Regions from separate parts of the Sus scrofa genome. Here region 1 is linked to region 2. Evidence: chromatin contacts called from public Hi-C data. All regions are on one chromosome and are shown on one strand. The core of a region is the stretch at or near the end of the contact, and the rest is flanking DNA. Distances in the headings are between cores, read along the strand shown.

Region 1 (4,045 bases), core at 352-2,851, 64 kb after region 2:
GCTGGTAGCAATCTCATCTATATTTACCTCTTGAATGACTAAAGAAAACAAATTTTTAATCAGGTTGTTCAGCTGGAAAATCCCACTTAAAAAGCAGAGGAAGTTACTGCTTAAAAATGTGGCCTAGGAATATCTTTGTATTTTACCTGTATATACTTTGCCTGTTCACCTTTCTGCATGAATAATCAAAAACTGCTTTATTTCCGATCAGGAGAATAAGTATCTTAACTAGATAAAGAGTTCTGCCTGTTTCAGCCAGGCTTAAACATACCAAACTCAGTCCATGACTAAATCTGATCTAATCAGCCCAATGGCGCAGCCCACTAAACCCCCCGCCGCCGGGATCCATTAGCACTATATATAAAACTTCAACCTGGCCTTCCCCTTTACATCTTTTTTATTCCTTCAACACCTCATCTTGAAAATTCCTCCTGCTCTTGACTAATAATGGCATCTCATTCTCCGGATTCTCTTCACAACTAGTGAAATAAGAAAACAGCTTCTCGGAGTAGACGATAGGGATCCTGAGAGGAGTTCTTGGAGAAAAGAATTAAACATATTAGAAATTCAGAGAAGGGAAGAATTCAGAGACCTTGGCTCTGGGTCTGGCTTCACTACCAAATCACTTTCTAGGACATTTTGGGGCAGTAGTTTTTCCCACCTCAGGGAAATTCCGAGGCTGCTAAAGACTGCTTATTTAAATCACTGGATGAAACTAATCCAAAATTAGGAGTTCCCGTCGTGGCTCAGTGGTTAACGAATCTGACTAGGAACCATGAGGTTAAGGGTTCGATCCCTGGCATTGCTCAGTGGGTTAAGGATCTGGCATTGCCATGAGCTGTGGTGCAGGTCACAGACACAGCTCAGATCCAGTGTTGCTGTGGCTGTGACGTAGGCCGACAGCTACAGCTCCGATTAGACCCCTAGCCTGGGAACCTCCATATGCCCTAGAAATGGCAAAAAGGCAAAAAAAAAAAAAAAAAAAAAAACTAATCCAAAATTAAAAATATTTATGTTACTACTGGAAATGATTCTTGGGCTAAAGGAACTCTTGCCTTAAACTTCTGTGAATTGTTACATAATTATACTCTACAGCTCCATATTTAATTTCAAGGTATAATGCGTACTCGAGGTACCAAATAATTCCTTTAAACCAGGCTCAGGTTCTCTCTTCCATTATTATATAAATACACACACACATATAAAGATAATGAAATCTCTAATTAAGCAAAATTCTAAGATCTGGCCAAACAAAAGGCCAGTCAGTATTCAGAGAATGCTAACACAGAGAACAAAGTTGGGGAGGGAGCAAAGGCCTGGATTCTAAAAAATAAATGACCTATCTGGGTGTTTGGCTTAAAAAACAAAACAAAAAGATGGATTAAAAGTTTGTATCTAAAAGGCAACTCTACTTTGAATGGCTCTAACAATCCCATAATAAGTGCAGTATCAAACAGTCAGGGTAATTAATTCAGTGGACTCTTTCCCTTTCACTGCCAGATTGAAGAGCTCTGAGGATAATCTCCCTCATTCTCCCAGGGCTCAGTTGGAAGATTCATTATTTATGCCCTCAATTGTTTACTCTGTCCTATTTTTCCAACCATCCAGGCCCAAGGGCAGTGTTAGCACTGGCCTGTTTCCAAAATGAACTGTGTTAGTTCACTGCCTTAGTAGTTACAAACCAAAGATAATCAAACAGTCATATCTTAATACTGGAGAACAACTCCATCCTACCACTTGATCCAAGAGAGAAGTTAATGACAATGCTGACCCAGGTGACCAAAAGCTAAGTTATTTTAGATGGATAAAATGAGACACGTAAGTCATTGTAGTCTTTTTTTTTTTTTTTTTGCCTCAGAGCAACACATATGCACACCCAACAGGATTCTTAAAGGGCAGTATCATTAGAAAGACAGCTCTGGCCCTCACCAAGAGCAGACCTGCAAACTATTAAGGATTAAACTGATTGAGATGCACTTTGCCTAGCAACCATTCATCAAGAAGAGTTCAGTAACTCACCAGCAATCAATTCCAAGTCCTTATCTGAGCCATAAACAGATAAGAGACTCCACCAAGTCCTCTATCCTCTGGATTCAGACAGCAAACAACTTCTTCAAAAGATTCAGCCTCCAAGTGTCAACCTTTGCGGGAGAGAGGTGTGCTTAAACACACATAAAATACGGTCTCAGACACCTGACTGACAAAGCTGAATAGCTAAAAACTATCACCAGCCACATCTCCATATGAATGCATTCATTGTCTCTAAATAAGTCTCTCGCATTGCAGTATTCCCCAGGTCTTTTTGCCTCTAATATTTTCTCACCTTGAGCAAGCTTTTCCCAATTCCAAACCTGACAACACTCAGGCTCATTATCATGAAAATTAAACAATGCCAAGGGTCCAATCTTTTCCTTCACCTTCTCAAGGGGACCATTTTAGACTTCTGATGCAAATGGGGGATTGGGCTAGAGTCTCCCTTTAGAGAGAACATAGGGCCCTTTTTCTTAACACATTCTAAACTATGACGCACAGAAATAAGCAGGATGGATAAAAACAGATTGCTAAAGAAAATTAAACCAGAGAATTTAACCTCAGCAGCACCATGTCCCCCAACCTGAGAGATTATGGAAAGTCATGGCTTCACATAATTGTTTTCTTGAAGAGGACCAAATCTGAATTTCCATTCTCCTTAAATGATATTTGGAGATCAGTATAGATGCACACCTATGATTAGTCCTATACATAGTCTTTTGTCTCCTGGGGAAAATTCTATGGGGAAATCACTGCACTGTGCAAAATACATATACACAAATCAGTCAAGAAAAGAGAAATATAAAAGCATTAAGTGACCAAAGTGTAATATAACTTTATAAAGCTGTATTAACTGCTCACTCATGAGCAGACAAAGAAAAAAACACCTAGATATCAAATAGGAAGACAACTTGTTTTTTGGTAAAAGCAAGTTGAAGCGGTATATGCTTTCACATGGCCTTCATGTGGATTCCGTCATTCCTGAGCTTACTATATTACATAGTTTAGATGTCAAAGTGCATTTCATTTTACACACTAGCTAGCTGTCAAGGCTTCAAAGTCATTTTTAACAGTTTATTCTCAGTAATGAGCTAGGTAAGACAATATCTAGGGAAGAGATCCTCTTTGCCTCTCAATTTGAACATGATTCGTGGAGTCTTAAGGGATAAATGGATAAAAAACTAAAAACCCAAAATCTAACAAAGGTTTTACTCTGACTCTACTTTTTGCACAATTCTCTAATAGGCTACTTGAGATTTTTTTTTTTCTTTTTAAAGTATGTTCCATGATTCCTAGTAAGTTTCCACAACTGAGAGGGTTACCTATCCCATCATTTCAATTCTCAGCATATGGAGTTCCCAGACCAGCCGAAACACACTGCAGCTGTGGCAATGGTGAATCCCTAATCCACTGTGCCAGGCTGGGAATGGAACCTATGGCCCAGCACTCCAAAGAAAATGCCACCCATCCTGTTGCACAGCAAGAACTCCCCTATTCTTTATAATACTTGCTTTTCCCCCAAACTACTCCTTATTGGTTAAGGATCCAATAAATCAATGCAAAGAAAAAACACAAATCTGCTTAAACTGTAAAACAACTCCAGTGTATCAATTGTCTTCAAAACTGACCTCCAATTAAAACAATCTCTGGAACCTGAACCTGATTACAAGCATGAATTCTCAATCACCTCAATTAATATTCACCAATGTGCTGGAGGGAGGAAGAGAGATGGACTGGGAGTTTGGGGGTAGTAGACGCAAACTATTACATTTAGAATGAATGGACAATGAGGTCCTACTGTACAGCACAGGGAACTATATCCAATCTTCTGGGATAGACCATTCTAGAAAAGAATATTAAAAAAAAAAAGAATATATGATATAGTGACATATATAGATCACTTTGCAATACATTAGAAATGAACACAACACTGTAAATCAAATATAATTTAAAAAAATAAAGAGTTTACACTGAAATGAATGGATAAGTATTTGTTTTTTACTACTACAAACTA
Region 2 (4,170 bases), core at 1,244-3,743:
TGGTGAGAACTGGGTGGGAGTGTAAACACAGTGCCTTTACTCCTCTTTGCTTTAGGAGACACACCCTCTCAGAAAGAGGGAAGGGTTGGGTGAATGAGGCCCCAAGCTGACCTTTGCCCTGGGTTCTTGGCTGGGCACCCTTACGGGGGGCTGGGCAGCCCTGGCACTTTATTTATTTCTGCCCATCCCTGTTCAATCCCACACCCCCCCCAACAGCTTTCAGCCAAGCCAATGAAAATTAACCTGGGGGAGGGGGTGGCCAGGCAGCCTGTTGCTTCCCCGGTCCAGCTGCCATCCTGGGGGGAGGAGTGCCAGCTGCCACCTGTTGGCTAAATTCTGTCTGAGGCAGCTGAGCTCAGATCTCCCCTCCCCAGGACAAGAGCTGGGATCTTCTGGGGGTCCTGGAGAAGTGGGTACCCTCAGGCCTCTACTTGCTCTCAGGTGGGGCTGCCTGGGAACCTGTCTGGTGAGGGATGGAGGCTGCCCTGGTTGAGGGGGTGGGGCCTTCGCACATCATGGAGCCTTGACCCTGTTCCTTCCCCTTTCACAGTGAAGGAGTCTTCAAATGCCCTGAGGACCAACTTCCTCTGGACTATGCCAAGGTGAGTCCACAGTGCCAGGTACAGGCTCTTGCCCTTGCTGGAGGCTGGAGCTGCTGCAGCCAGTGGCTCAGGGCCAATGTCAACCCAGTGCTGCAGAATCGTGCGCCCTTACAGAGGTGGCCTGTTCCCTCCCACCAGGCCAGTTTGCAAATGAGGCCCATGTTTGCCCTGGAGGGCAGGCACAATGCCCAGCCTGTGGGGGTGCACAGAGCTGCTCTGTGCCCACAAGAAGTGTTCCCCTCCCCTTTGGGTGGCCAGCCAGACCTGTGGCTGAGGGCCAGGACCCCTCTACCAGGGAGAAAGAAGCAAAGGGTGTGGGGGATGCCAGGGACTAAGCAGGCTGATTGACTGCCACTCCAAAGGGAGTGTCATGTGCCAGCGTGTTGGGGACCCTGGAATCTAGTGTTGGAGCAGATACCACCACTGCATTTTATCCCTGAGCACCGAGGGGGGAGTTAGCTCAAGAGAGGCTCTTAGCGGCTCTAGCCTATCTGGGGGTGGAGGAGGTGGGAATTGGGCTCTGACCCTGATCAGTTCCCCCCATCCTTGCCCCCAGATCTACCCAGACCCAGAGCTAGAGGTACAGGTCCTGGGCCTGCCTATCCGCTGCATCCACAGTGAGGAGGGCTGCCGCTGGAGTGGGCCACTTCGGCACCTGCAGGTGAGACTCTGGTTGGGGTGGCGAGGTGGGGGGACCCCCCTCCTTTGGCCGGCGCTGACTCAGCCCCTTCCATCAGGGCCACCTGAATACCTGCAGCTTCAATGTGGTTCCCTGCCCCAACCGCTGTCCCACCAAGCTGAGCCGCCGGGATCTGCCCGCACACCTGCAACACGACTGCCCCAAGCGGCGCCTCAAGTGCGAGTTCTGTGGCTGTGACTTCAGCGGGGAGGCCTTTGAGGTGGGTGGGGCCTGGCTGAGGGTCGGTCGGGGGAGAATGGGTACCTGGTGGCTCAGGGATTCCTTAACTCAGCCCCGCTGCCATTTCCACAGAGCCACGAGGGTGTGTGCCCCCAAGAGAGTGTGTACTGTGAGAACAAGTGCGGGGCCCGCATGATGCGGCGGCTGCTGGCCCAGCATGCCACCTCTGAGTGCCCCAAGCGCACCCAGCCTTGCACCTACTGCACCAAGGAGTTCGTCTTTGACACCATCCAGGTGAGGCCCTTCCTGAGCGGGGACCATGGGGCAGGGAGCGGGGAGTCAGGCTACTGACCTCTGCCTCTCTGCCTCTGCGGCCCCAGAGCCACCAGTACCAGTGCCCCAGGCTGCCTGTGCCCTGCCCCAACCAGTGTGGCGTGGGCACTGTGGCCCGGGAGGACCTGCCCGGCCATCTGAAGGACAGCTGCAGCACTGCCCTGGTGCTGTGCCCATTCAAAGACTCTGGCTGCAAGCACAGGGTGAGTCGCCCCTCCTCCCGTCAGCTCCCTTCTCGGTCCTTGAAGCCTCAGACCTCAGCCCTTAGTGATCCCTGCTCTGCTGCTCTGAAGCCTCCAGTCCTCCCGCTGCTGGCCAGCTCCAGCCTCCTAGTGCCCTCTGTCTTTCTCCTTCAGAGCTAGGTGCCCGCCACCCTGTACCCACTCCTCCCCTCTCCCCTGGACTTGTTCCTACTAACTCTCCTCCCTTCCCCCATGGCCTGGGGCTCTGCCAACAGTGCCCTAAGCTGGCAATGGCACGGCACGTGGAGGAGAGCGTGAAGCCACATCTGGCCATGATGTGCGCCCTGGTGAGCCGGCAGCGGCAGGAGCTGCAGGAGCTGCGGAGAGAGCTGGAGGAGCTGTCGGTGGGCAGTGACGGCGTGCTCATCTGGAAGATTGGCAGTTACGGGCGCCGGCTACAGGAGGCCAAAGCCAAGCCCAACCTCGAGTGCTTCAGCCCCGCCTTCTACACGCATAAGTATGGCTACAAGCTGCAGGTCTCTGCTTTCCTCAACGGCAACGGCAGCGGGGAGGGCACACACCTCTCGCTCTACATTCGCGTGCTGCCAGGTGCCTTTGACAATCTCCTTGAGTGGCCCTTTGCCCGCCGCGTCACCTTCTCCCTGCTGGATCAGAGCGAACCTGGGCTGGCTAAGCCACAGCATGTCACTGAGACCTTTCACCCTGACCCAAACTGGAAGAATTTCCAAAAACCAGGCACTTGGCGGGGCTCCCTGGATGAGAGTTCGCTGGGCTTTGGCTACCCCAAGTTCATCTCCCACCAGGATATCCGCAAGCGAAACTATGTGCGGGATGATGCAGTCTTCATCCGTGCCTCTGTTGAATTGCCCCGAAAGATCCTCAGCTGAGTGCAGACCCAGCTGCAGGAGAAAGGGGGTGGGAAGTGACCATCAGGCACTGGCTGAGGCTGGAGAGGGGGCCGGACCCCCTTACAGCTGTCTCTGCTGCCTAGGTTCTGTTCCCCCTCCCTCCTTCCCCACCACCCTCAGGTGCCTCCTATTGGTGCTTCAGCCCTGGCCTCTGGGGAGAGCAGGTCTTTGGGTCATCAAGGGCTTGGAAACAAGTGATCCCAGGGCCTGTCTCCTGGGCAGGGCAGACATGCCTTGGTGCCGGCCACACTCTACCCAGGACTGAGGTGCCTGCTGGTGCTATGTCCCAAGAGCCATAGGGGGGAGGGGGATTTGGGAAACTGAGGGGTAGTTAAAGAATCTGTCTTGAGATCTGATTTCCCCTTCCCCCAGCTGTGTCCCCTCTGGTTATTTATTTACTTAGTGCCAGGAGGGCACAGCAGGGGAGCCCTGATTTTTAATAAATCCTGAATTGTATTTATTAACTTGGTTCCAGCCTGACTCATCTGGGTTACTTAGGGTCCTCGAAGGCTGGGCCCAGTTGCGAAGTCAAAGCACTGGTCAGAAAGGGGCTGCAGCCCCTCTGGCCTCAAAAGCCATTAGATTGCTGCCCTGTTGGGCCGCCCTCTGCTGGAGGACAGAAGGACTGCACTTGGCTTTGTGTGGACGACATTTGCCTGCTGCTGCCCTCTGGCGGTTAGATGGGGGAGGTGCAGGCTCTGGACGTTTTATAAGGTGAGCGTCTCTGATTATATACCCCACCAAAGACTAGTGTGCCTCAGCTGTACTCAGGTCTTGGACTGATAGTAGCTACCATCTGTTGAGTACTTTTCATGCGATTAACAACTGCTAAGCACTTTATATGCATTATTTCATTTAATACAACAATCAAGTGAAGTAGCTTTTAATAAAAGGACCTACCTTAGTGGGCTGTAGTGAACACTTAATGAGACAGCACAAGGGAATTCCCATCAAGGCTCAGAGGTAATAATCCAACTATATCCATGAGGATGCGGGTTCGATCCCTGGCCTCGCTCGGTGGGTTAAGGATCTGACGTTGCCCTCAGCTGTGGTGTAGGGTGCAGATGTGGCTTGGATCCCGAGTTGCTGTGGCTGTGGCATAGACTGGCAGCTACAGCTCTAATTTGGCCCCTAGCCTGGCAACTTCCATATGCAAAGCGTACAGCCCTAAAAAGACCAAAAAAAAAAAAAACCAAAAAACAAAAAAGCGCATGTTCCTAGCACAAAATAGCCTCTTTTTTTTTTTTTTTTTTTCTTGTCTTTTT

The links. Hi-C and Micro-C count contacts between places; a contact is called where the count stands out from the background.
Region 1: a Hi-C map of liver shows a contact between it and region 2, with 3 times the contacts expected there. The contact joins two enhancer-like sites. A contact is called at or near these places in 3 of 47 Hi-C or Micro-C datasets (embryonic fibroblasts, epiblast stem cells and liver).

The regions. Positions count from the first base shown.
Region 1 is chr12:45,043,435-45,047,479 of Sscrofa11.1, forward strand. All of the region lies in intron 1 of FAM222B (protein FAM222B), which reads right to left. Among named protein-coding and RNA genes, the nearest start is that of FAM222B, 31 kb to the right of the region's middle. Within about 2 kb of position 1,602, at least 8 of the 83 cell types and tissues checked have an H3K27ac peak or open chromatin away from gene starts, as enhancers often do. A contact at or near this core is called in liver, where this site is marked.
Region 2 is chr12:44,978,273-44,982,442 of Sscrofa11.1, forward strand. It overlaps TRAF4 (TNF receptor-associated factor 4), which reads left to right. Exons shown (of 7, transcript XM_021067485.1): 2 at 551-602; 3 at 1,159-1,263; 4 at 1,340-1,501; 5 at 1,594-1,755; 6 at 1,842-1,997; 7 at 2,252-3,378. The coding sequence ends at 2,884. Among named protein-coding and RNA genes, the nearest start is that of TRAF4, 4.7 kb to the left of the region's middle. Within about 2 kb of position 2,494, at least 20 of the 83 cell types and tissues checked have an H3K27ac peak or open chromatin away from gene starts, as enhancers often do. A contact at or near this core is called in liver, where this site is marked.